Regions from separate parts of the Zea mays genome. Here all the other regions are linked to region 5. The links are chromatin contacts, called in public Hi-C maps. All regions are on one chromosome and are shown on one strand. Each heading gives the region's core, a stretch centred on a gene start, on an enhancer-like site or on the middle of the called end of the contact. The rest is flanking DNA. Distances are from core to core; before and after follow the strand shown. Region 1 holds the start of LOC100278684. Region 2 holds the start of LOC103647857 (F-box only protein 13). Region 3 holds the start of LOC100501272 (Phospho-2-dehydro-3-deoxyheptonate aldolase 2 chloroplastic). Region 4 holds the start of LOC542640 (ribosomal protein s6 RPS6-2). Region 5 holds the start of LOC100281352 (delta(14)-sterol reductase).

Region 1 (5,466 bases), core at 58-2,557, 460 kb after region 5:
TATGCCGCTGAACCTATGCGATCGATAGCAGCATTAAAAGCAGGCGGCCACCGGCCAGCGACCCTATTATTCTGCAACTAAATAGTTATAGGCCAGCACGTCCCTATCGCAAATGGCACTGCTGCTGGGAGACAATTCTTTTTTTTTCTAAATAGCATTCAAGCGATTTGCTTTGTTTCCGTGATCATATTGTATCTTCAGGGCCCATCAATTGTTATGATTGTAGATGAAGAATTAATGCGATGATATTCAGGACCATACAGCGATCGACATGCATTCGATTCGATCTGCTGTGTCGAATCCACAGGAACAAGAACAGGAACAAATCTAAGTACCTCACCGATCTACTAGAACAACATGCATCTCTTATCAGGAAAAAAAAACAGAATATGAAGAAACATGCCTAGCTATTGTATGGCAAGCGTGCATTAGAACTCTCTTCCGGACAAATAAAAAAACCACGAGTTTTGTCAAAGAAGCTGAATCGTGGAAAGGGAAAGTGGCTTGAAGTTTCACCGTCAGGTGCTTTTAATGAGCACGAACTCGCATCTAAATTCTGGAATGAAAGATGCAACGTGTGGTTTTGTACCTCGACTCGGTTCCAAATAAAGCAAGATCTTAACACGGAGTGCCCCAAAAAAGAGAACGACCAAAATCTTACTACTTTTGATTTTGAGAAGGACCAAAAGAGCGAGCAATCTTGTCCCAGCAGTCTTTTGGCACTGCCCGAGCCTCCTAAGAACATAGATTCCACAGACGTACAGAGCGTGGGGAAAGATCACAGAACAGGGGGAGGGAGGGAGGGAGGGAAAGGCTGCGGAGTCTTACTTCCAGACGTCGTGCTCCCGGTCGGCAGCCGCGGCGGCGGCCGTGCGGCGGGAGGCGGGCATGGGGGTTAGCCACTGGGAGTAGTCGCGGTCGAAGAACTCCCAGTCCGGGAGCAGGACGCCGGCGATGGCGAGGATGCCGAAGCCGTACGTGACCGCCGCCTTGCGCAGCGACGCCGTGGCCAGCCCCGTGAGCGCCACGGCCGCCGCCAGCGCCACGAGGCTACGCCGTAGCATCTCGTCCCTCCCCATGCCGCCCGCAGCTCCCGGACCCTCGGCCGCCAGCCGATCCCCCAACCCACTCGCTCCTCCTCCTTCCCCTGGCGACACGAAACGAGAAGCGCGTGCGCCCTGCGCTGCTGCTACCGCTGCCGCTGCCGCTGCCGCCGCCTGCCTCGGTTTCCTTCCCGTCCCGTCCCCCTGGCGGCCTGGCCTGGCCCCGGTTTGGCTGGCTAGGCTCGCTTCGCTTGCTGCCGTGGCGGGATGGTCTCTCTGCGACTGCGCGTAGGCTTCTGGCGCCGCGACATGGACTGGACTCGGTCTATTTTTATGGCGTGGGCGGAGGTGGGGTTTGGGCGTTTAGCAGGCAGGCAGGCAGGCATGTGGGGCCAGCCAGTGGATCAGCAGGGCGCTGTCAGGAGTTATCAGGCAGCTTAGCCGAGAAAAACCAAACGCACTCCACACGTAACACGTTCAGCCGGGCCGGGCGGAAAATGCAGCTTCAAAAGCACGGGGCATCGCGTATTCAACTTTGAAGATTTTGCTGGAAATCCTCGCTTTCACGATGGACCAATTATATGCCTTGTCTTCGTAGAATGCAAGCAGTCTCTTGTCTGTACTTGCCATTTCACGTTTTAGACAAACCTGAGTCCGAGATTTTAGACCTTCAGAGTTACAAATAACGCATGAAATGTGATTTGAGAAATAGCTTGGCTGGTTGGGTTGATTATAGCAGAACGGACATGTACTCGGCTTCGCTAGTTTCTCGCGTTTTTTTTTTTTTGCTATTTTTTTATTCTAGATTAAGGGCTTCTTTAGAACGCAATAATTTCATAGGAATGGTATAAAAATTTCACAAAATTTAGTTCAAAAACACATAAAAAAGCACATGATTCAGGATTTTCATCCTTTGATCCAAAGAGGCATAATAGGGTTATTCTTTCAATGATGAACAATGTGGGCTCCTTTGGAACACAGAAAATTCACAGGAATAGTATACAAAATTCACAGGAATTAGTTTAAAATAATCCTTTGATCCAAAGAAGGACTACGTTTTTCGACACAGTAAGACTAATGGCCAGAGTAAGCTCATATTTCAGAGCCTTGTCATTCACTTGTGGCCTTGTGTGGGGTTTGAATCTAACAACTACGAAAATAGTTTAGAATTACTAAAAAAACAAATTTTTGAGTGACGACATGTGCCCTCGCTTTACTCTGCCTCTCTCGCAGGAGTCGCTATTGATTCGGCGGCCCAGAAAACATATCTCATCGGCAGATTGATTACCCAATGAACGTACTATCATTCTCTGTGGTTTGCACGCTAACATTTGCTTTTGCGCGCGGGTAGAAAGAAACGTGACTTTTTCACGTGCCTGCGTAACCACGTCAGCAGAGTTAGTAGGACTGTGGCGCAGGTAGTTAATCCGCGGGCGATTCTATTAGGTATTCTGGTTGAGCTAACTGTGTGTCGACGGTGGGCCCCGTCGGAGAAGCTAAAAAAATTTGACCATCTCTCTCCATCCTTTCTCATTTTCTGTCTCCCTCTCCCTCCATACGTTTTCTCATTTATATCGTGTCATCGTGTGGTGCCGTGCCTGCTGCGTCGCATCTTCCTTGCATAGCGAGGCGAAAGCCTGCAGGTGGTTGGAGTCGGCTAGTAGCCTAGTATAGTACCCAAGTTGATCCCGCCATCGGAGACGCGACAGCCGGTCATGCGACGGGACAAAAAAAAAATGCTGTGTACCACTACCACCACAACGCAAGGTTCTCTTCTCCTCTAGGTCCCAGGCAGTCAGTGATCACGAGGAACACGCTTCCTTCCGAGACGAGATGGGTCCAGTGGAGCGGCGCTTCCCCGCCGTTGCCTAATCGCCCACTCCAAAAGCCACCAGCGGCCAGCGCGCGACGGCGCTACGGCACCCGGCGGCACGGCAGCCTGCCTACCACCGCGTCCAATGGCAGTTAACAGGCCACGGCCCCCAACACGCTGCCATAGTGGCATGGCAGGCCGCCGTGCCCAAAGCCCCAAACAGCTGGCTTTTCCAATATGTTTATGATAGTTAGGCCGTTCTCTCTAAATTTTTTCCCTATATCACTTTTTTACATCACATCATTAACATTTTACCCTCTATTTTTTCATCTCATGTAGCGGTTTCCCCTAAATAATCCCCTTATACCCCACTATAACTATAAAATATCATTTTCTATACCTACTTTTTATCTACTATCAATTTTTCTTCTACTATTAATTAAAGACGGGGCCACATATACAGTGCAAGGGGGGACTCGGACGCGCGCTGCAGCTGAGGGGAGAGAGAAGAGTACCGCAGGGTAGAGAGCGCCGTAGGGGACCGCGCTGCGGGCTGCCGTGTGCGCCTGTAGCCACCATGCAAGCGGAGGGGGTGGGCGCGCGGCAGCCGCTGCGGGCAATCTTAAGGCTGGTTTGTAAGAAGGGATTTGAAGGAGATTCAGAAGGAAATCTATTGTTATTTTCCCATCCTTTTCAATTTCGATGTCACCAAACCACCTCTTAATGTTATTTCCACTGTTCTATGCTGAAACCACTCCTTATCAGTGTGTCATAAATAATTTCTTTTTGTCAATGTGTTATAATGTCAGCCAAATAAATCACCGGGACGCCAAGTATAAAGCTCTTATTGGTAGGGCTCTTTTAACAGCTTCTCTAATACTCCCTCCGTTTCTTTTTATTTGTCGCTGGATAGTGCAATTTTACACTATCCAGCGACAAATAAAAAGAAACGGAGGGAGTATATCCTTAAAAATATCTAACAAACGAGAGCTCCTCTCAGAGCTTCTATAAAAAACATTGGAAGGAGTTGTCTCTAGAAACCGGGAGAAGTCGATACTCGAGAGCTCAAAAAAGAGGCTCCACCTATCTTCTATCCTCTCCTCTTGTGAAAAAAATAGTAGACGTTGTGTTTCCAATCAAATGTAGTGCTCTTTCAGAGACTTTTCCTAAAAATAATAAAAATAACAAGGGAGTTATTTCCTAAAAGAGCCAAAATGCTGAAGCTGTTGATACAAAAGCTCTACCAAATGGGCCTATTAAATTGGCTTGTAGCCAAACAAATCTGATGCCGAAGAGACAAGACAAGAAAGGAGAATTTAGCACATATACGAACAACATATATAGAAAACCATATACAGTGTATATATAATGACGGGTCTATATATTAATTAGTTATGAGAACGCTACCACAAAAGGTAGAACATTGATAAAACAAAAATCTATGTGACATAAAACATTTCGCAGACTGTTTGCACAGCACCCTCCAACACCTGTCACCAGACTAGATAACGATCCAATTTCATCAGATCTGGCTCCTTATCTGATGGTGTGTTTGGTTAAGTAGTGGGAAAAAATGAAGCGGATCTATCCTAGTTTTTTCGATGTTTGGTTTCAACAAAAAAAACGGAGCGGCTCCTATAGTCTTCGTATAAAAATTTATCATAAATAGTTTGAGTGCTCCCGCTCCACCAAAATGGTCGGATACGAACGTTCTCTCGGACGCGAGCGCTCCTCTTCCTTTTCTCCTCTTTGCACTCATATGTCTCTCCAATCAAACAAAAAACATAATAGCTCCACTCTATTCTACTCTTCAATAAAAAAAATTATGGCTTCGTTATACTTGGCAAACGGAGAATAGAACGGCTCCATTCTAAAAATCTAGAATAAAATCGCTCCATTCTAATTGACTCTCCAACTAAACACACCATAAATAAGGCATAATGTCAATTTGGTTTGGTTTATTTACAAGCTCAAGCAATCTCATCTAAACTTATTACATTAGGGTTTGTTTATGATAGCTCTAGGTTCACCAAAATCTGATTTAAATTTATTTTTTTAGCCAAACAACTCCAACTCCATCATCTTTGCTCTACCAAATCCATAAATTTGTGTCTATATTCACCACATTTGTGGAGTATGAGATGCTCACCCAATGTAAAGTGTTGTTTGGCTCACATATTTATAACATGAATGAACCGATAGTGTTAAAACATGTTTGTTTAAGTCCAATCGTAATTAGATACTACACTAAAAGTGATATTGTTCTATTCAAACTTGTACCACTGGTAATAGAGTGTGAATCATTACCACTATCATTTACGTTACATTTCATGAATCAAATGGCACCTAAATTTGGTTGATTTGATAAAAATTATCCATTAAAAACATTACGAAGGGTTATGGAGGCTAATAACAAACGTATCCTTGAAAGATTCTACCTTTCTACGTAATAAATCTTTACAGGTATGCACCCCACACAAAACAGCTGATGGGAAGCTGAAAATGATGAAGATGCAGAGAAGAATAGAGAAGACAGTCTAGGGTATGTGTGCATTGATCTTGTTACGTGTTAATAATCACAAATTGCACCAAACATCTGGTACTTTGGAA
Region 2 (5,547 bases), core at 1,977-4,476, 270 kb before region 5:
ATTAGAGGAGCAGTGCTGAAGCTGCTGTGGTTCCTGAGAGTGTGTTGTGTGATGAGTGAGCCCAGCACGGGGTAATAAAGGACCTCAGCTTGCTTTGGTTTTGGCTTTTGCATCTACACTACACTGCCTAGGAGGGAGAGGAAGAAGAGGCCGGATTCCGTCCTTTGTCTCGCGTGTGACGCCAGCTATACGTCGCGTGCGCCCATCTCGTTTTGGTTGATATCATCCGTTTTGGTTGAATTTTTTATTTTATATGTAGAACTATATTTATTTATTTATTTATTTATTTCTCGATTGGAAAGTCAGAGTTGTGGCCGTTGGGTTTTTTTTTTTAAAAAAAAAGGAGGGGCAGGTGTTTGTTTGGTTTCACCTGTTTTATCTTGGCTCCGAGCTGAATATATATGTGTGTGTTGTGCTTGTGCCTACTCTCTCCAACGTTTGTATAGTGAACGTCGTACGGGCAGCAGCATCTTTCTTGGTTCCCGGCAAGTTTTGGAACGACATCCTGCTGGCGGTTCGCTGTTGCATTTGCATGCACATGACGCCTGCCTGATTATCATTTTGCACTTCGCGCGGGTTTCCAGGCCAAGCTTGTCGTTGGAGAACGGGAGTAATTCTGCCTTGGTGTTACTGTTTTGTTTGTCTTTTGCAACTGGTTTCAGTGTGAAGAAGAAGAAGAAAAAAAAAATTAAAAAAAAAGAATCTTGGAAGTCGTTGGTGTCGAAGAGAAACAAGACAAGACGACTGCTCTGGACTCTGGAGGCCATTTCTGTATAATACACAAATATATACTAAAAGGAAGATGCTTTCAAGTGCTAACAGATTTTATTTATCATCGAAAGGAAGGAAGAAAGAAAGAAAGAAAGATACTCCAGTCCAGTGGATTACAGTGACGAATGGCAGGCACCCTGCAGTGCTGGCTGCAAACAGTAGTTGTTACTGCTGCGCCAGCGGCCTGTGGCAGACTGGCAGTGGAGGTCCGTCCAAGCGTGGCATGATTATGGCGTTGAAAACTTTAGCCAGGGGGCCCAGGGCATCAGAATCTGAGACGTGCCGTCGTCTGCGTGCCCTGCTAGACAGACGCGCGGTGTGCGCTACTGCGCTCCGACTCCGACGCACAGTCAAAGTGGCAGGAGCCCAGGAGAGTGGAGCGATCCACAGTCCACACACGCGCAGGGCGCAGGCGCCGCAGCGGCATGGCATTGCATTGGCAGGGGCAGCGGCGCAGCGCTCTTCGCCTGCCGTCGCCGCCTCTGAATCCGAACCATACGAACGCATCGGATGCTGCGGGTCCACCACTCCACCCCAGCCCCCGCCCGCAAGCCGCAGCCTAATCGGAGTGCCGGTGCGAGGGCAGGCCTGACCTGAGTGAGCTTCACCGGCTCGCGTCGCACTCAGATCATATCCAACCATTCACTCCACATATATTTTACTATGTCGCTCTAAAAGATATTCCTCCTACAGTTAGAACTCCACCAACTATTCACCCTATTCAGCCCCTTATATATACTATAATTCAATTATTTGACATTTTTTCATTGATTTTTTGAAGTTTGAAAAAATCATATACTATATACACTACCATAATACACATTGTTTTCAGGTTACGGTACTTAAAAAGTGTTATTAATATCACGAAGAAATAAAGTGAATAAGTTACGAGGGAGATTAAAACTCGTCCCATATGTGGGGGAAGTTTCTTCTCTCCCACACATATATGGAGTGCAACGGACATAGACGCCGGCTCAAGCTCTCAACTCAAAGTCTCAAATGCGAGCCTTTCAGCGACCAGTCTTAATTTGGGCTCGTTTGATCAAGGACTTGAGGACCCGTGCTTGAATACTATTAAGTATTAAATATATTTTAATGACAAAACTTATTAAGTACTAGATAGCAAGACCAAGCATATTAAATCTAATTACTCTATGATTCATTCATGTGATGTTACACTAAACATTTGCTAACTGTAGATTAATTAGGTACTCATATGTTCGCTAGTAACCACTCCTACTCACTGTTTAGGCGTCGTTTGGTCCCATGGATTCTTAAAATTCAGAGTCTACACAAAATTCAAGACAAGTCTGTTTATCAACCTAAGAACAGATACTGAGATTCTTCTAGTCACAAAATCCAACGCAGAATACACGAATTGTTTGGTTAACAATGAGATTCTATTATCAGATTCTGGAAATGAGCCCTGAACTAAACATGACCTTAGTGTGGTGTTGGTGTGGGATGTGGCTATCAGATATAGTATTCCTACTCGAACTCATGAGTCATTATTTTTTTTAGTTTTTTATATAAAACTCGTAATTTGTTAATCTAAAGATAGTGCCATTAACATAAACTTGGCATATATGTGACTATGTTATATTTCTAATCTTTGTAATGAAGAGTTATATATCAAATTTATCTAATAGGAAAAAAAATATCCCAATCTCCTTGGTTGTGTTTTCGGCCTCCAGGTACTCGTCGGAGCTCCTCCTCCTCCTGTTCGTCCTTGTGGGCTCGTCTCCGTCTGTTGACCCGTATGTCGATCCTCCTTGCCTTGAGGCCAACCTCTTTCTTTTATAGGCCAGCACAGGGGTCGACCGGCAGTGCCTTCTCTAGGAAGGAGCCGTAAGACAAGGGTAAAACTACCGTTTTGCCTCGGGTGAATCCACGCGTACTCGTGGGGTCCGAGACTACCTGGCAGTTGCATATTATCGCGGGGCGATGATGGTTCCAAACACCATCATTCTGAATACATCGACCCCTGACTTCTGTAGTCTGAGGCTCGGTGAAATCCTTTGTGTAGTGCCTTGCGGAAGATATGCGCACTAATGTCCTACGTAGACCTTCCCCAGGACACTACAGAACGGATCGTACCGAGCTCTAGCCTACAGAAGCCGGGGATCAGCATACCGAGAAAGATGGCAGTAAGACGACGATGGCCGCCCCGGCGATAAATAACTAAAATTAAAAAAAAAACAGGAACGGATAGGCCCACCTCGTATTCGGTTGCCGAGGCCCCAGCGCCAAGGGGCCCGCCCATGCATTTGACTTGCGCAAAAGCAAAAGCTCACCCATCCATGTCGAGTCGAGAGTCGAGCTCGAGACCACACCACCGCACATGCAAACTGCCCGGCCCGCCGGCCGGGCCACACGAGGATATACTCCTGTACAGAAAAGAAGAGATTCCCGCTGCCCCTGCGGCCTACTACTGTACTCTACGAGGAGGGGAGGTGCACCATCCAGCAGCGGAGCCTACCTTCGTGAGTTCGTGTGTGCCCTGAGTACTCTTGTCGCCTGCTGCTGCAGAGGGTGATTCCGATTCGGCGTCCTGCTGCCTGTGCAAGTCCACCTCCTCTCCGTTGCGTTTCGAACCGGACCGGGCATCGAAACGGCTGCATCTGGATTGTCATTTCCTTACCACACAGCAGCTGTGGCTCCGCCGGACAGAGACGGGGAACAAACAACCGGCAAGGTGGTGCGTGCCTACCACGCTCGCTCGTGACGCGACGATCCCACGGCCACCACCTCACGCCCAAAGCCGCGGCGGCGCCTTTCTCTTTCTCCCCTCCGATCCGTGCTCCGCATGTCAACGCGACGCGAACAAAAAGGACTCCCTCCATCCACCACCGGCACCGCTGCTCTGCCTGCCACACAACGAAGGTTCGTCGCTCCCGCTCGTATAAAGCCAGCGCCCCTCGCAAAGTCGCACCACTAAGACCAACTCCAGCAACACTCCGTATCCCACTCCGCATCCGCATTTTGCACGGTCTGAGGCACTATTGCGCGCTCCAGCAGGCTCCGCATCCCTCTCCGCAAAATGGACGCCGTGTCCCTGCGCTCCCCATTTCCACACTTTCTCTCTCCTCTCCGCAGCTCTCTGCGTGCGCGCGCGCCTGCTGGCGGGCCCCAGGTGTCATAGACTGCATGCGGAGTGGGATGGGGAGTGTTGCTGGAAACGGAGACGGATACGAAGAGGAGAGAGAATGTGTTGGCCGCGCGTTTTAGGGATACGGAGAGGGAGTCTGCTGGAGTTGGTCTAACTACTCTACTCCACATCCATCCACTATTTTGTCCTGCTTGGATTCCCTCCGCTCCGGCCTCCGTCTCTCTGCTGCCTAGCAAGCTCTGCCCGTCGGGCATGGGGCCCACGTTGGACGGAGCTGCTGGCGGAGGCAAGAAGCGCAAGCGCGTCCCGCCGGGCCTCGCCGACCTCCACGACGACATGCTAGAGCGCGTGCTGGCGCGCCTCCCGCCGGCCAGCTACTTGCGCCTCCGGGGCGTCTCCCGCCGGTGGCGCGCCGCGGCGGAGTCCAGCACCTTCCGCGCCGCCTGCGCGCGCGTCACGGCGCGGGACCCATGGTTCCTCATGCTCGACGACCCCGACCACCAGGACGAGCAACGGCCACGCTACACCGCCGCCGCCGTCGTCTTCGACGCCGCCGAGCGCGCCTGGGCGCGGTGGCGCGGCGCGCCGGGGCCCCAGCGGCCGGTGGCCGCCGCGGGAGGGCTCTTGCTGTACCGCGACCCGGGCACGGGTGACCTCACCGTGGTCAACCCGCTCACGGGCGCGGCCCACGCGCTCCCGCCGCCGCCGCCGCCGGCACTGACGCGCGCGCTCCAGGCTATCGCCATGTACGGCGCGCCGTACCGCGTGGTCCTCATCCTGGGCGAGCTCCCGGACCTGTCCACGGTGGCGTACGACTCGTCCACGGACGCGTGGGGCGAGGAGGCGGCGCTGTCCCGGAAGCCGGAGGAGGAGGGCGGCGGCGGCGGCGGCGACGGCACGGTCTACTTCCTGAGCAAGTCCGGCGACGTGGTGGCCACCACCACGCAGCGGAGCGCGGCGCGGCAGTACTCGTCCGCCGTGGCGTGCGGCGCCGGCGCCGACGCCGTGGCGTACTTCCTGAGCCGGTCGGGCACGGTGGTGGCCTGCGACCTGGCGCGCCGCGCGTTCGCGGAGCTGCCCCGGATCCTGCCCGCGCACCACGAGCACTCCGTCGACGTGGCGGCCTGCGGCGGCGCCGCCTACGCCGTGGTGCTCTCGGAGTTCCTCGACGCGGCGAGCCTCCGCGTGTGGGAGTTCGCGCGCGGCGCGTGGCGGCAGGTGGCCGCGATGCCGCCCGCCATGGCGCACGCCTTCCGCGGCGCCAAGGCGGACGTCAACTGCGTCGGCCACGGCGGCCGCGTCATGGTCTGCGTCAGCTCCAGCTCCAGCTCCGCCAGCGGCTGCTTCATGTGCGACGTCAGGACCAACCGGTGGGAGGAGCTCCCGCGGCGCCAAGGCGGGGACGGGGACGGCTCCACGGGATTCGTGGCCGCGCTCTCGTTCGAGCCGAGAATGGAGGCCGCCGTCTGAGTCTCAACTCTTGGGCATTGGCTATTTCTTTCGTGCTTGGCGGCATTCCTGGTTGGTGCCCTTGGAGTAGTAAGCAAAGCGTGTAGTGTGATTCCATGGATTGTTCGCGCGTGATTGAGATCGTTTCGTTTGCCTTCCCCTTCCATCATTCCGATTCAGGCTGCTGTCGTTTCTCGAGCCTCGTGCCGCTGCCCACC
Region 3 (5,443 bases), core at 1,643-4,142, 420 kb after region 5:
AGCAGCACTTAAAATGCAGATCCAAAGTTTGCTTAAAAATGAATTAATAATTTGAACATGATCATTTAGCACCAGCCCAGCCAAGTACTTTATTAAATCATAAGCAGATACAATATTCCAGAAGTATGACATATCCTCTAAAGTCCTGCAATCTTATACCCTTACAAGTAGAGATACGGAGCAAAGGAATAGATGGGAACTTCAGATATCATTCCATATTCCCAATACAACCATATGAATGCCGAAACAAAACTGAGATTCGTTCAGATTTATCATAATAGAAATGCATTGCATACTAGAGAAGAATGAACAAGAAGTTCCTGGTGGAACGTGACTCACCAGAATGGAGTCAAATGGACGAGTCTTCAGGCCACAAGGGGCCTTGATGGTGTTTCCATGCATAGGATCAGTAATCCATGTGACAATCAGTCCAGCATTGCGAACAGCACGGATGAGATGAGGCAACTTCACCCTCATGTTCTCTGCCCCCATCCTTGTAATTATGGTGATCCTTCCAGGTTTGTTTGAAGGGTTCAGAATATCAATCAGCTTCACCAACTCACTGGGGTTCATTTTGTCGCTCACCTAAATTCCACAAATTGCATGTAGATTTGACAGTCAGGATCACAGGACAAGTATAGTGCCTAGATTTCACTTAACAAATAGAAAAAAGGATTTAAAGCTGACCTTTATGCCCAGAGGGTTGGCAACACCACGGAGGAATTCAACATGAGCTCCATCGAGTTGTCGAGTGCGCTCACCAACCCACAACATGTGGGCCGAACAATCATAGAAAAGGCCACTGGTGGAATCCTCACGGGTAAGAGCCTGCTCGTAGGGTAAGAGAAGGCACTCGTGCGAGGTCCAGAAGTCAGTAGTCGTCATTATCGGGTGGTCGACTGTAAGCCCCGATGCAGTCATGAACCCAAGAGCATCATCCACCCTATGGGCCAATTCACGGTACCTATATATCATTCCAATGAAAATATCAAACATCAGATTATGATATATATTTAGCCATTTGCAGACACACAATTTTAATTCAACCAAAATTAGATAAATATTTCATGTAATAATGTAGCAATAATATATGATTAGCTAAACTATTCCTGTATCTCTGGTTACAAATTGTTGCTTTACATGTGCCCTTCTGACTGAGACTTGTGAGAACTTTGGTGAGGCAATAATTTTCTAGGAAAAGCCAAATACTAAGTCCACAAAATATCATAAAGTACATCGATTAAACAATATAGACCATATTGCCGTGACTAAACCAAAACCTTAAACCGAAAGAAAGACTGTATGCATTAAATATGATCAATAAAGGAATTACATGGTCAGATTAGCAGTGGCATGTTTTATTGACTGACAATAATACTTTCTCATGGTACCTTGTTTACACACAAAAGAATCAATATATGCAACAAGGATATCCACCCAAAGACAATGATGCCCTGCTAGCAGCTTCTGCGAAAGAAGGGGACATGTAAAGGGAAAGATCCGACATACTCTACTACAACTACTTGTACCCAACTTCATACTACTGACTTATTATGGTCCAAATGAGCCACATGATTTTTACACCATTGACGACTAACAAACGAATAAGAACCACAAAAAATGCTGAGCACTATTGCTCTATTTTAAGAATGGTTCTAGTTGAATCCATATGTTAAACTTTCATCAAAATGTTCAATAACTAAGAATAGTTACTTCCACTTTGAAATTATCACCAAAAGAGGCGGATCTGTGCTATCACTGGCAACATATATTGCATAACTTTTTCTTCATCGTACCATCGTGATAACGAGATATGTTTTTCATTCTGAAATGACAGCGACAACCTTCCACAGCAACATTGCTACTGAAAAATCACAGGAAAGGGGACTGAATTTTCTCACCTATCACCTTGCTCGTTGTGATCCATGAAATCGAGGTTCCACTGAGTGACGCGCTGCATGGCAGCGTACCCTCCGGTGGCGAACGCGCGGAGCAGGTTGAGTGTCGCCACCGACTGTGCGTAGGCGCGGATCATCCTCTGCGGGTCCGGCACGCGGCTCTTCTCGGTGAAGTCGTCGCCGTTGACGTTGTCGCCCCTGTAGCTCGGCAGCTTAACTCCGTCCTTCTCCTCGAACGGCTCAGACCTTGGCTTGGCGAACTGGCCAGCCATCCTCCCCACCTACCGCGCACAGCAAAGTCGGGTCAGATCTAGCGAATCGGCACGCCTAGTGACCGGAAATAGGTGGTGGATTTGATGTGTCGGTGGGTACCTTGACGACCGGCATCTGGCCACCGAACATGAGCACGACGCCCATCTGGAGAAGGACGCGGAAGGTGTCACGGATGTTGTTGGCGTGGAACTCCTTGAAACTCTCGGCGCAGTCGCCACCCTGGAGGACGAAGGCGCGGCCCATGGCGGCCTCGGCCATGCGCTCCTCGAGGCGGCGCGCCTCTCCGGCGAACACCACCGGCGGGAACGTCTCGATGGTCTTCAGCACCGCGTCCAGCTCCTCCGCGTTCGGGTACTCGGGGAGCTGCAACGCCTTCTTCGACCTCCAGCTGTAGACCGCCCACTTCCCGTGCGCTGCCGGCTTCTTCTCCGGCGTGGCCACCGCCGAGGCGGAGGAGTTGGCGCCTGCGGCCGCGGGGACCGCGGGCCCGTTGTTCTTGGACGGGTCGGCGGCGTGGATGGCGGAGATGGTACGCCTCTTCAGCGGGAGGAACACGGCCGCGCGGCGCGGCTGCGATGCCACGCCACCGGACACGGCCGCGGCTGCTGCGGCGGAGTTGGTGGCCAGCGCCATTGCGATTTGCGAGCGAGGGGTGCTAGATGGGTAGGTAGAAAGGTAGCGGTAGATGGGGAGGAGTCGTGCTGTGCAGGGCGTTTCCTCTGAGGAAATGGAGGTGGCGAGCGGGGGGTATTTATTGGCGGGCGGAGGAGGTGGTGGGGTTGGTAGCCGTGAGCGGCGACGGAGGGGTAGTTGCCGCCGGGTGGAGACGAGGCGGTGGAAATGGAACGGAGAGGGGAAGGGTAGTTTGGGGACTACGGCTGCAATTCGAGCGGCCGTGCCTCCGGGGTTATTGTTAGCCTGTTAGGTGGCGAGTCTACGTCAATGACAATGTGGGGCCGTGACGGCAGAGAAAGAGGGTAGGTACGGGATCTGGTAGGCGTGGGCCGTGGGCGTGGATGTTCGGTTGGCTCCAAACCAATCGAGCCGGCCAGCCGATGCGACGAATGGTTGGCGGTTTATGCGCCTTGCATCGCACACGTGCCAAGATATTGGTCATGAGAATATGATATGTGTACAACTTTGGCATCACTTTGAATCGTAAAAGAAATCACAGTCTTCGTTTGTTTGTCGTGGATGATAAACAAATGGGAAACGCTTTCACCTGCTCCCTCGTCTTCTCAGCAGCTGCCCCGGCCCCCACACACATGAAGATGCTGAGATGCATCACTCACGCCGGGTACTCATGTTAGATGTGATTTCCGGCTTATAAACCCGTATTGCACCCTTGCCAGCGGCTCGTGAGATTTTGAAAATCCAGCTACAATTCATGTGCCGTCTGAATCGCCCAAAAGGATTTTAACCAAAAAAAAAGTGGCTGACGCGTAGACCCAGCCACTTTTGTCGGGCTCCACCTGCCACCGAGCTGCGAGAGCGACCAGTGGGAAGAGACGGCAGGTGGTGCGCACGGCACGGGCCCGGGTCGGAGTGTGGGATCCCGGGCCCTGCGCAGTTCTGTGGCTCTCCGTGTGGCTTCTTTTTCCTGTCCGGCCAGCGCCAGCCACATCGCATGCGCACGGTCGCACATCCAACTGGCAGGTGCTTCCTTCCGACTGCACGGAGATTCTCCGCGTGGCACGAGATCATGCATGTCAGTGACGGAGATACTCGGTGGAATTTCCATGCTCGAAAATGCTCTACTAGCGAATGTAAAAAAAATGAAAATCCTTTGCCTCGTCGTATCTTCCTATATATATCTCCAGCACTCCATATATAAGACGCACTACTGACCAGCCGCCAGCGACCAGGTTTAACTAGCTTGCACGGCCAAGCTAAGGGTGTGTTTGTTGAGGAATGGGAGAGAATAGAGTGGCTTCATTCCAATTTTCTGGACGTTTGGTTTCTAACAAAATAAGAGTGGAACTGCTCCTGGATTTTCATATGAAAATTTACTATAAGTAGTTAGAACGCTCCCGCTCCACAAAAACGATCGGATGCGAGCGCTCTTCCGGACATGAGCGCTCTCCCTCCTCTCCTCCCCTCTACACTCATGCGGCTCTCAAACCACACAAAGAATAGAACGGTTCCGCTCTATTATACTCTTAAACCAAACAAAAAATGGAGCGGCTCTGTTCTTCTTGTCAAACGCAGAATAGAATGACTTTATTCTCCAATACTCGAATGGAATCACTCTATTTTATTTGACTCTCCAACCAAACGCACCCTAAGTAAATACATGCAACAACAAAAAAATCCACTACGAGTGACGTCAACTGTCAGGATGGGGATATTGCATGCAATGCATCGCTCGAAACGGGAAGAGATTATAGACCAGCAAATACGCGTACGTTCTGTAAAATTTTTATACAAGTTGACTTCTGTAAAAAAATCTACGGAAACTCGTACGTTCCAACCAAAAAAATCATTGGAATTGGAATTTAAGGCGCCCAAGTTTCTCCACGCAATTTCCCTTCAAATAAAAAAAATTATACGTCAGTCGTCGCCGACATCCCGGTACGGTAACTTGACACCTGGCGGTAATCTGTGGCGGGTTTACGTCGTCGTCACGCTTTTGTGCCTTTGCTACTGCCTATACATGATGTGATGTGCAGATGGAGGACGCTGCCTGGAAAGTCCTATGGTCTTTTTTCATCAAGAGGCCCAGTCTAATAGAAGACCGAGCATGCGCTGAGCCTATCGCTAAATGCACCTAGCTTTCTCTCCACTGCTGTAATTGTTCAAAGACCCATGGAAATATGACCTTTTTTTCTACTCTCTTCGTCTCAAAATATAGTTTCTATAGGTCTTTTTTCCGTTTATATTCATTCGAATTTAAATGATAATAAATATAGACATACATACAAATCACATTCATATATTACTAATAAATGTATGTTTAATCTAAATTAAATTCTATTTTAGGGTGGAGAAAGTATTTCTTATGTTTTTCTTGTAAAATAAATTGATTTCTAAATCAAATTTCTGTATGATTTCCTAAAACTCCTGTAGAGGCATAAAAGGTGTGGCGTTTACTTAAGATTTTTTTTATAGGACCATATAGAGAGAGATAGGCTGGTACAGATATGTACCCTTAGATATTGCTGTTAATTTGAGGATTTTCCCTTTATTAAAAAAATAATAAGACCAGCTGGACTGGGCCACCTCAAGGCCCAAAAGGCCGAGCAGCCCAGCCGGCTGGGGAGGAGTTAGGGCAC
Region 4 (5,679 bases), core at 2,650-5,149, 350 kb after region 5:
ATGATTTATCTAATTATTTTATTAGCATTTTCTTTTTAGAAAGAAAAGAGAAAATGATCACCGGTAGTGTGGTAAATAGATTTTTACTAGTTAAATAATCTTGTTCGCAAATTGAGCACTTAGATTTTTGGATTAAACAAAATACTAGTTTATGTCAGAATATCCTCACTTGTTTTATAAAAAGTACAATTACCAATTTATGTTGACTTTTAGAATATTAATATTATTAGATTCATTTTTGGTCATACTAAACAATTTGAGTTAGAAATAATAAAAGGTATTAATTCATTTATTAGTATTAAAAGATGATAATTATCATTTAATGTTATTAATGATGTTAAAATATGTTAATACTAGTTAGAACCGTATTTATTGCACCCACCCATAAATTCACCATTAGGACTCACAATAATAGCCACAATTGAATTAATAAGTATTTACGCGATTAGTACGTAATTAAGATATGATTAGTGCGATAGGTTAATGTGTGCTTAATGACGTATTGGTGTATGTTTATGAATGGTGCATGTTTATTTATTGGTGTATGTTTTATTTTTGTATGTGCGCTATGCGACTCTATTAGAAGCGGATTGTGCGGTAGACGATCCGAACTCGTTCGAGGACGATCCGCAGGACCCGCTTGAGCAAGGCAAGTGGATTCTCCCTCTGCATATTCTGTTTGTACCTATTCACTGCATATAATAATGTTTACCTTTTTGATATACTGCATAATTTGCTGGGTTTCACCTAATTAAGGATTTCCTAGATTTACTATCTGTATTCCTTGTTTAACCTGGGAAAATAATTAAGCTGTGCAAGATTCATGCTACCGCTCAACTTAATGATTCTTAATGTCACTCTTTAATTGGTTTTAATGTTCCAAAAATGTTAATTGGCAATTATGACATTAACCCGATGGTTAAGATAATTTTATTATAAATTTAATTGGAACATGGAGTGACCACCCAGGATAACAGTGCAACCACGAGTGCTATCATGGCTCTGGCTTTGGTAATTAGCTCTATATGCTTAGTGCCTAGCAACCTTACATGAAAGATGGGCAAGAGGGGGAGCGGTAGGTGCTGGCAACCCACGTTAACATGGGGTCGTATTCTTGGCTAAGGTACTTCACCCAGGGGGCCACCACCATCGTCTTAGAAACCTTAGCGGGTTGCTTCGTATTAAGGTATTTTGTGAAAACCTCATAATGGATCCCTAGCCATTCACCTCGGCAGTGTCTAAGGGTCCGATCAACCCGGGCTAGATGGGATACATGGCTTGTGGGTAAAGTTGTACCACCTCTGCAGAGTGTAAAACTGATATATCAGCCGTGCTCCCGGTTATGAGCGACCTGGACTCCTCACATGATAATTGAACTTAAAGATGGACATAAATTGAGATCCGATGATCTGCCAGTAATTTGCTTAAGTGGTTTCACTTAAGTGTTTTTGTTATATTCATATTCCTTTGTTTAATTGGGATATTTGGGACTCACTATTATTAGTAAGACAGGTGTTGATAATAAAATGTTGACCAACTAAAATGCTTACTGCTCAGACTTAGCCTCACCTTGTTATACCTGCATTAGTTTTTCCCCCACTTGCTGAGCCCCGACCATAAGTGAGCTCACCCTTGCTTAATTTTGATCAGAGGGTGATGCTGGAGACTTTGATGGAGATTTTATCGACGACGATGAATTCTAAGTCTAACGATGCGCCGGTCATCTTCCTGTGGGAGATTGCCCAGTTGTTTATTTCCGCTTTACTTTGATGTGATACTTGTTAAAGATACAATGTTTCAGATGATGTAATAAAGTATTATACTCTCTTTACGTCTTTATTGCATTGTATTTTGATATATTACACTTGTGACGTCAACATATGTGTGGAAATGGATCCTGGCACACATATGGTATGCGCTCGGTTCTACCCCTGGAACCGGGTGTGACAATATTGTTACATACTCCACCTAGATGAGTCTTCCACTACTTTTGCTTATCGTTGGCCACTCATCGATAAGATATTTTGCATCAGCACCTCCTGCATTCTCAGGTAATGACTGGGTAGCAATCTGTTCTGACAACATAGAAGCTTTTCCTCAAATCAAAAGGATTTTCATGTCTTACTGTAATAAACACGAAAGCTATGAAGAAGGTTACATTATTAATATGCCCAAATGAGATCACCAGTCACCAGACATGGTACTTGGATTTAAAATGCACTTACACTAGTACTTAATAGCTCTGCCCCAGGAAATCCAACTATATGCCAGTCATCCCACTACTTAACACTTGTAAGTCCTATAGTTTTAGTAGAATCCAAGACAGCACCACCTTTCTTTGGATCCAAATTCCCATCGGACTCAATTTTCATAGGTCGATTCATCATTTGTACTGATTTCTTATTTGCAATAAGTTGTCTGCTTTCCTTAGCCTTTTGCGCATTTCAGCTCATATTCTTTTCCCCTCTTTGCTCTATGTGTATCTTTGCTTTAGCTAGCGTGTGGCATCTAGCAGAATGGCACTCCTGAAATTCAACAAAATATATGTAAACAATGACATTTCTATTTGCCCACCAGAATGCTTCTAGGACCTTACGGGAATAGACATACAGGCTGGTTCGTTTCTAAGTTTCTGCATAAGATTAGTACAGACTTACTAAAATGAAGGGAGTGGGCAATGCATTATATAATTACTCAGGTTATTTATATACTATATCAATACCTTCTATTTCCTACAACTGTGCTGCGCATAATATAACCCTTGATGCTAATTTATTTATCAACAGTAGCTACAACCTTTGCGGATGTTAATTATCTCTAAAAGGCGAGTAAAATTCATTATTATATCCAAAAGAATTGTCCACCCCAAAAGTTACGTGTTGCTGCATATTATCCTGGTATCTAGCGACGAATAGCTAAAATCTAGGAAAATGCTCTAACAATGTAGTCACTGTTGTGATGACATGGGTTTTCTGCTAGTCTTTACAACACACCTGTCAAAAGCTTCTTCCAGTCGTCATTCATTCTTCAAAGGAGATGGGTGCAGAAATCACCTGTAAAAAGCTGCTTCCAGTCGCCATTAATTCTTCAAAGGATAGGTGTGTGACTCGGGATGGAGGCAGGGCTGAGGTGCAGGGCCGCGGCGAGCAGCGATGCCACAAGGCGGGGGTGTACTGGGACTCTGGGAGGAGTGGAAGCAGTAGTGAGAGGAGCACGTGATGGCACCGCGGAGGAGGCGTTGCCTCTCTTCGGCAGAGAGGCGCACGACGACGAGATAGATCTAGTCGATGGGCTTCTTCTTCAACATGACCGGCACAAGGCCCTCAACCGCGGACACGGGTACGACAGCCTGTAACAGCATGTGGCGAGGAGCGCAAGGGCGACGCCGCGTGTTCCCTACGGCAATAGAAGGCGGAGCCAACGACGGGCTGACACACGGAGGATGTGGTGGGAGGAGGAAGGGTGGGAGAGAGAGGAGGGGCCGCGGGAGGGTAGCACGAGCGGCTGCGGTGGCCATGGGTAGGGTAGCGGCGGGAGGTGAAGGGGACCATGGAGCGTTGAAGAGATGCGGCGGCGCGTTGGAGGAGAGATGCGGCGGCGGAGTCACGGGTGAGAGAAGAGGCGAGAAGCCGAGAAGCGTTGCGTTACTGGGAGCCGTCCAGACGCCTAACTCGGCGGCTGCCGTTCGATGACAATCCAATGGCGTTTATAGAAAGAAATAGAATAGAAAGAATGGGCCAAGAGTGTACAACTCGCTCGCATTGGTTTCAGTTTTCGGCCTGCCAAATCGCGAGGCAGCGATGAACGGTCAAGGTCGATCCTCGCAACAGTGCCGTGCGGCGCCCGCTCCTCCTACCCTCGCCCGCCCTATATAAGCGCTACTCGTGTTTTCCCTCTTCCCCCTCGTCCAAAACCCTAGCCCTCGCGCCGCCGCCGCCGTGCCCAGCGCTCGAGCTCCTCGCCTGCCGCGAGCTCGCGCCGCAACGCCACCATGAAGGTAAGCTTATCCTCCGCGCTGTAACATCGATAGGTGGTGTTTGTGGGAATCTAGCGTCTGATCTGTGCCCTTTTCGTTGCTTCCAGTTCAACATCGCGAACCCGTCTACCGGGTGCCAGAAGAAGCTGGAAATCGATGACGACCAGAAACTGTGAGTGTTCGACATTCCCTATTTGCTCTGTATTTTTGTCTCTTAGATCCATGTGAGTGGTGTTCTCTCAGATGCTCTTCGTAGCTGTTGTTAAGACGATTGGTTGAGTGCTAATATGCATCGATTTGTTCTTTGTAGTTTTCCAACCTAATCCTCGTTGTCTCCTTAAGCAGCGATATGCTTAGATAATTTAGTTAGGTTGCTTGCTGTTCAGCGCTGGAGCATCTGATAGTTAATGTATTAATATATAGTAGCCTTTTTATCTGGTTATAATGTAATGGTTTGTAAGCAGTACTACCTCCGTTCTTGGATATGTCACCGAGTAGTTCATTTTTGAACTAAAACGTTACAAATAAAAAAGAACGGAAGGGGTAGTACTTTTCTCAGGCATTGAATGTATTCAAATGTGCTATTCTCATTTTGATAGTGTTTGAATGGACCATACTGGTTAATTTTCGTGTCCAATGATCAAAGTAAGGACAGTAACATCTTGATTTGTGGTTGAGGTTGATTAAATCTAGTTAAAATGCGTCCTTTGTTAAATTTTGGAGCAGGCAATAATCCTTTGATCCCTGTTTTAAATTGTGCTACGAATTGAGATTTCATATAGTGGTAGAGAGCAACTGAGGCTAATAGTTTTAATTCTTGAAATTATATTAATTAAATTCAAAATGGTGGCAGATCATTCTGCTATTTTTTGTTTTCAAAGTGCATATTGTTTACTACCTACGTTTTGAATGTCTGGAAAACTGTCTTGTATAAGTTATAATGCATTCCTTCTGTTGTAAAAAAAGATGCAAATCTAGCTTACTACCAAGTTAAACCATTTTGAATTTGGCTCAGTTTATACAAAAAGGATAATTATTTATTATAGCAAATGAATGGTGTTAGATTTGACATGAGATATATTTTTTTAGTATATACCTATTTTGTGATACAAATATTGTTACTCTTTTTTTATAAAGTTCTGCTTTGGAAGTTTGACTAGAGATAGAGCTAGAATTGCATCCTTTTCTTAACAGAGTTATTAAATCAAACATATGCTTTTTTCTTCATGCTCTACTTGCTTTGATTTCTGATAAACCTTTCTATCAACTATAGACGTGCCTTTTATGACCGAAGGATCTCCCAGGAGGTCAGTGGTGATGCTCTGGGTGAGGTAAATTTTCTGCTTTCTTATTTCTTGATCCATGCCCCCTATTGCTGATTTCATACTTAATTATAGGTGTGATGTGTTTCTTTTTTGCAGGAGTTTAAGGGTTATGTCTTCAAGATCATGGGTGGATGTGACAAACAAGGCTTCCCAATGAAGCAAGGAGTTCTGACTTCTGGTCGTGTCCGCCTTCTGCTCCACAGAGGTATATAGACTGTATCTCCATTGTACTCTCAACACCCCCTCTTTTACCTGTGGTTCTTATCTGAACATTTGATATGAATTGTGTAGGCACTCCCTGCTTCCGCGGTTATGGCAGGCGTAATGGTGAGCGCAGGAGGAAGTCTGTCCGTGGTTGTATTGTGAGCCAAGACCTAT
Region 5 (5,805 bases), core at 1,982-4,481:
CACCGGTTTGACACTGTCCCATATCCACAAGGGGCAAGGATACCAGAATTTTCTAAGTTTTCTGGTGAGAATGGGAGAAGCACACACGAACACATAGTCCAGTTCCTAGCACACCTAGGCGAATTGGCCGATGGAGAAGCATTTCATGTTCGTTTATTTTCTTTATCCCTTACTAGTACCGCTTTTGCATGGTATGCCGCCCTGCCGCCTAATTCCATTAATTCCTGGAATGAGTTAGAAAGTAAATTTCATGAACATTTCTTTGCCGGGGAATATGAATTAGGACTAGCTGACTTAGCTTCAGTCCGACAAGGACGCGAAGAATCGGTGAATGATTATATCCGGAGGTTCCGGGACACTAGAAACTGATGCTTTCGGATCCATGTCGCAAACAAAGAGCTAGCAGGGCTAGCTTTTAATGGGTTGCTATCCTACTTAAGAGACAAATTAGATGGGACCCAGTTCTTTTCGATAGCACAGCTACATCAGCGGGCTTTAGCATGTGAAAGCCGATTTAAAGAGACATCAAAATCGACCGCCCGTACTATACATCTAATAGAGCGTGATAGTTCAGATGATGAATCCGCAGATGTATATACCGCTGAGTTTATTTGGCCAACAAAGGCCAAATCTTCAGCATGTCTTCCTTATAGCCAGTTCAAAAGAATCGGCAAGAAGAGATTAAATTTACCTTTAATGTTGCCAAATGCGATAAGATATTTGATGAGCTACTTAAAAATGAAAACATTAAATTAACTCATAATATCCCTCCTATAGATGAATTAAAGAGACGTGCTTCTTGTAAGTGGCATAATTCTTTTTCTCATGCCACCAATGACTGTAATGTTTTTCGTCGAAAGGTACAATCGGCCATAAATGAGGGCCGGTTGGCTTTTCAGGAAATGCAAGTGGACACACAACCATTTCCCGTTAATACAATAGATATCGCATGCAAAAAGGTCTTAGTTCGGCCCGAAATGGCCGATAAAAGCAAAAGCAAAGACATCATCATTGACGATCCTCGCACGTCAAATACATCGCAAAAGGAGATTGCTCGAAAGGCTCCGGATGATAAGGCTAAAAAGTCAGGAGGCACCGGGGGGCAAGCACAATTAATGAGCCAAGCACGACAGCCTGGCTTGAGCATCACGGACGGGCTGGCACATACGTGCGGACGGTCCGGTGCTCAGACAGACGGTCCGGCTAACTCTGCCGGACAGTCCGCCTATGGCCAAAGACGTCAGCCTCCACACAAAACTTTAAAAGGGAAGGAGACGCAAGGGCAGAACATATATGGTCGGCTGATCAAAGCCGACCCTACTTTTGATCAGTTGCTCTCCAAGGATACTAGCAAGAAGACCGTTCTACGTGATCGGTCAACGAAGAAACCCCGGTCACTTGCTAAGACGAAACGGGTAAACAAAACGGCCCGAAAGGCGACACAACAAGCATCGCCTATTCATCCTATGAGACCAGGGTACTTTCCACCCGTTTACTCATCATCGTTATATTATCCTGTTCAAACATGGAATGGTATAATGATGAATTCGTGGTACATGTATAGTCCCTTTGTCTATCCAGACTGGGGGCACCTCCATTCTATTCCTTTTGATCCATTGACCAAATGGTCATGGCCGAGAAAGATACAATCTGAAACGACCTTTATACATTGGTGTTTTATTAAATGATCTCCATATCGAAAAGCCGGTGACTTACATCAGGTTTAGTTCATATGCTTTTGGTTCGTCAACCTTCACCAAAAGGCAGGGGGGCATATGTTGGAGACCAAAAGTGTCTCGCGGACGGTCCGGCCCTGAGGCCGGACGGTCCGCGGTCCGGACAGTCCGCGGTGGTAGCGCGGACGGTCCGCGCGTGCGCAGAGTCAGTTAGGGTTCCTAGTTTCTCGCGGGATTTGTTACCTAAAACCTCGGGATTAACTCGGAAATCAGTTTGAAGCGAATCCAGACCTCCCATTTATATAGATGAAGGGCTACGACCGATTGAACCCCCAACAATCGAACAAATCAAGTCCATTTCTCGTTTTTACCTTACGCATTAGGAATAGTTCTAGTCTAGTTCTAGGTTAGCTTCTCAATCCTCAAATCCTCCGCTTCTCTTCGACTCTACGTCGATTAGAAGAGTTTAGGTCGGCCTGCCGAGCCTAGACAACTCCTAGGATCTCTCCTCCCCGACGGGGTCCCTCCCGGGAGCGAGATCCAGGCGCCGCCGACGACCTTTCGCCGTCCCCTGCGCACGCGCGGACCGTCCGACCGCTAGGCAGTGAACGTCAGCCTCTGTTTCAGGTCACAGACCGTCCGGTCCCTGGTCGCGGACCGTCCGCGTCTGTGCAGAGAACACCGCCGCCGGTTCTTGTTGAGTGTTTGGTGCTCGAAAAAGGTGTCAACACTGACCAACGTCGATAATAACAGCATTGACAATTTGTGTAGTGTCAGGCCGTCACTGTAGAACTGTTTCAAAACAGCACGCAGCACTGTACCCCTATGTTTTGCTGCCGGCCTGCCGCCAAGCTCAGGTTGCGGCTGCGGGAAAGGTGAAAAAAGAGGACGACTAGGAGAAATTGAGCCGATGTATATCCGCATGGTTTTTCCGCATGAGAAAGCATAGAGAGACCATCTAAGGAATCGTTGGGAGTTAATTTTTCTAATTTTCTCTAAATATGCTTTGAGATTAGGGGTATTGGAAGCTGTAAGAGACGAGTCCCACAACTGTTAGCAATTTTTGAACGAAACTCACTGAAATTCAGAGTTTTTTCGTTTTCGAACTCCCACGAAAATTTGTTTTCGCTGTAAATTTCGAAAAATTCGGTTCACCGTTCAAAAAGTTCTAAAAATCATAAAAATAAAAAACCGAGTTTTTTCAACCGGATATCGTTGCTTTTTGTCTGAAACAACGAAATTACCGAAGTTGCAACAAAATTCGTCGAGAAAACATCGAATTTCGTTTTAAATTTAAAATTCTATATTGAGCGGATTTATGCGAATTTTGCTTCGAATTTATATGGTTGGTGTATTTGGTTCAATGTACATGGTGGAATGTGAGAGAACAGCTATAATATTTGGATGAGAGTTACATAGGGATGAGATAGATATCGGAGTAGTTTTTTTTAACGGTGTGATCTAAAAAATGGAGGTGACACGTTGAGTCAAACCAATTACCAAATACGGAGTACATCCTAACCTACTGCCAATCCCATGGTCCCACTCCCAGGCACAACAGCCACCCGCGACCCCAAGTCCCGATCGGCCGCCGATCCCGATCCCGATCCCGACCCCACCTCCCTGGCTCCACAGCACCCCTGCTCCACACACACGGCCGCCAGCAAGCCGCCGGCCCTAGGCCCTACCGTCGCAGCGTCGCCTGCTTGACTATCTGCCTCCAGCCCTCCAGCAAGACTTCAGTCGCCTGCCCCAGCCTGGCTGCCGCCGCCCTCCAGCAAGGCAGCAAACGCCGGCCTCCGGCCGCCCGTCCCTAGGCCAGAGGCCACCCCTAGGCCGCTAGGCTTCCACCGCCGACGCCCACAGAAACCGTAGGCGCCACCAGGCCACCACGAGATCCCTGCCGTGACGGAGAATGGAGGCCGCCGCGGCCGTCCTCCCCACGCTGGTGCCCTCCGGGAGCGCGGTGGTGTCTCGTCGCTCATCGCTCGCGACCGTTGTTCCTCTGGTCTGCTGCGGGTTGCTGCACATGGATCGCTCACTGTGTACTTGTGTGCTCGCTCTTTGCTGCGCAGGTGGTGGTGCTCCTCGCCTACCTCGGGTATCTCGCCGCCGCTGGAGCCATCCTCCCAGGGAAGCTCGTCGACGGAGCCCTACTCCCGGACTCCTCTCGCCTCCACTATCGCTGCAACGGTACCTCCTCCTGCCGCTGTTCCCTGAATCCTCTGGGCAGCCGGCTGAGTTGTTCGATCGCCTTCCCTTGATTCTCGTGTGGCTTGCAGGTTTGCTCTCGCTCCTGCTGCTGCTGGGACTCTCGGCGTTCGGTGTCTACATGGGGTGGATGTCTCCCACGGTGAGCTCTTGCGGTCTTGCCTCTCTGTGTCCAGTCCTCGTGCCTTGCGCACTGGGTGTGTTCTTCTGCTCAACTGCTGTACTAATTGTACTCCAGTTCAACAAGGACCGAGCCACAATCCTTTTCAGATGGGCGAGCGTAGTGAAATTTTTATTGTGATTTATTGTCAATGTGAATTGACATAGGTGTGCCAAGTTGATCAACAACATATTGTTTGTCATTTGTCAATGCTTGCAGGTTGTAGCTGACATGGGACTCGAACTTCTGTCAGTGACCTTTATTTTTAGTGTCATTGTAAGTGCTACCTTGGACCTTACTGGATCACCTGCACTTGATTATGAATATTCTAACTACTTGATATACATTTGGCGTGCCACCGTGCTATTGTGGAAAATGAAAGGACCCCCCTGCATGTGTCTGACTGATAAACCTGATCTTAACTCCACGCCAATGAGTCCTTTAATGTCTGTTCAGGAGTGTTACATCCTAAAGTACTTCTAAATTTTCTCAATTTTATCTCAGTCACGAGTGTGCCTCATGCATACAAACTGTTGGCTGTCAATACATTTTGTTACAACAAACAGTTTCCTCAAATTAATTGTCCATCCTTAGCTTGGACAGAAATTCACAAGAAAATGACAAACCTGAACGTAATGTTTCCACTAGTTTGGTCTTGATCAAAATTGCATGCAACTGTCTGCTCAGCATCGTTCATATTTTCATCATGCAGTATTCAGTTACATTTTACCACAAACTATACTATATTGAAAGCTATTTGATTGGCTGTTCATGCATCACTCTTTGATTTCAGGTTTCTTTTGCACTCTACATTGCCGGCATCAAGTCCGGCCACAAAAGTTCTTCTTTGAGACCACATGTTAGTGGGAGCTTCATGCAAGATTGGTACTTCTAGAAAACTCTATATTGTGTTTGTATATAAAACTATGACTCGCTTATTTTTGACACATAAGTTTTCTTGTCTACAAATTCTTGTTATTATTGAAAGATCAAGCAAACAGAATATTTCACTGGCCGTGTATTTTATTGCAATTCTCTTTTAGTTAACAACGACACTTTTTGTGCTGATGACTTTGTTTAATAGGTGGTTTGGAGTGCAACTTAATCCTCATTTTATGGAAGTTGACCTCAAGTATGTTAGCAATTTCTTTCCTGTGTTTTTGCCTAGCATATGGGATCGAAATTTTGAAATAGGACAGGGTTACCAGTTACCACGACAGAATTGTTAACGGTTGATTGGTGTAAGACCATAATTCAATCAGTGTTCTTAAGGCGGTAAGGCAAGCATGTAAACATGATCACAACGCCTAGGCGGGCAAGGCGCCTAGAATTATCCGAGCGCCTGGTTGCCTAGGCGACGCCTTAAAACATTGAATTCAATTATGATCTGTTTGACCTTTGGCAAATCCATAGTCCATAATGCAGTTAACCCATACCTGATACTTTGCTCATAATAATTTGTACATGTAGTATATGGTGATTGGATAATACCTAGCTTACTTAAGTGGAATGGTTTCATATTGTTTATTCCCCACGCCACAAATAACCTGATATCAATAAAATGTTAGTGACAGCTATGTTTCAATCATCGCAGATTCTTCTTTGTGAGGGCAGGAATGATGGCATGGTTATTTATTAACCTCTCTTTGTTTGCAAAGAGCTACTTTGCTGGTTCAGCCAATCTTTCGGTCATTCTCTACCAATTTTTTTGTGCGGTATTGGACATGACCATCTTCTTAACTGATCATCTTTCAGCCC

The links. Hi-C and Micro-C count contacts between places; a contact is called where the count stands out from the background.
Region 1: a Hi-C map of ear shows a contact between it and region 5, with 2.5 times the contacts expected there. The contact joins the promoter of LOC100278684 here to the promoter of LOC100281352 in region 5. A contact is called at or near these places in 2 of 25 Hi-C or Micro-C datasets (ear and tassel).
Region 2: a contact with region 5 is called in a Hi-C map of tassel, with 1.8 times the contacts expected there. The contact joins the promoter of LOC103647857 here to the promoter of LOC100281352 in region 5. A contact is called at or near these places in 2 of 25 Hi-C or Micro-C datasets (leaf and tassel).
Region 3: a Hi-C map of leaf shows a contact between it and region 5, with 2.2 times the contacts expected there. The contact joins the promoter of LOC100501272 here to the promoter of LOC100281352 in region 5. A contact is called at or near these places in 2 of 25 Hi-C or Micro-C datasets (bundle sheath and leaf).
Region 4: a Hi-C map of ear shows a contact between it and region 5, with 6 times the contacts expected there. The contact joins the promoter of LOC542640 here to the promoter of LOC100281352 in region 5. A contact is called at or near these places in 1 of 25 Hi-C or Micro-C datasets (ear) and 1 of 3 datasets of contacts at active chromatin or transcription factors (leaf).

Annotation. Positions count from the first base shown.
Region 1 is chr2:219,038,754-219,044,219 of Zm-B73-REFERENCE-NAM-5.0, forward strand. LOC100278684 reads right to left here and starts at 1,308. Exons shown (of 2, transcript NM_001291592.1): 1 at 829-1,308. The coding sequence starts at 1,079.
Region 2 is chr2:218,299,656-218,305,202 of Zm-B73-REFERENCE-NAM-5.0, forward strand. It overlaps LOC103647857 (F-box only protein 13), which reads left to right and starts at 3,227. Exons shown (of 1, transcript XM_008672360.4): 1 at 3,227-5,508. The coding sequence starts at 4,133. The coding sequence ends at 5,350.
Region 3 is chr2:218,994,178-218,999,620 of Zm-B73-REFERENCE-NAM-5.0, forward strand. It overlaps LOC100501272 (Phospho-2-dehydro-3-deoxyheptonate aldolase 2 chloroplastic), which reads right to left and starts at 2,893. Exons shown (of 5, transcript NM_001346733.1): 1 at 2,271-2,893; 2 at 1,902-2,179; 3 at 688-964; 4 at 340-585. The coding sequence starts at 2,804.
Region 4 is chr2:218,919,875-218,925,553 of Zm-B73-REFERENCE-NAM-5.0, forward strand. LOC542640 (ribosomal protein s6 RPS6-2) reads left to right here and starts at 3,900. Exons shown (of 6, transcript NM_001112164.2): 1 at 3,900-3,997; 2 at 4,084-4,148; 3 at 5,250-5,307; 4 at 5,398-5,506; 5 at 5,593-5,679. The coding sequence starts at 3,992. LOC103647865 (a long non-coding RNA gene) reads right to left here and starts at 3,728. Exons shown (of 2, transcript XR_563110.3): 1 at 2,994-3,728; 2 at 2,074-2,525.
Region 5 is chr2:218,573,816-218,579,620 of Zm-B73-REFERENCE-NAM-5.0, forward strand. It overlaps LOC100281352 (delta(14)-sterol reductase), which reads left to right and starts at 3,232. Exons shown (of 13, transcript NM_001154270.2): 1 at 3,232-3,642; 2 at 3,752-3,869; 3 at 3,959-4,029; 4 at 4,267-4,323; 5 at 4,841-4,932; 6 at 5,132-5,179; 7 at 5,642-5,762. The coding sequence starts at 3,592.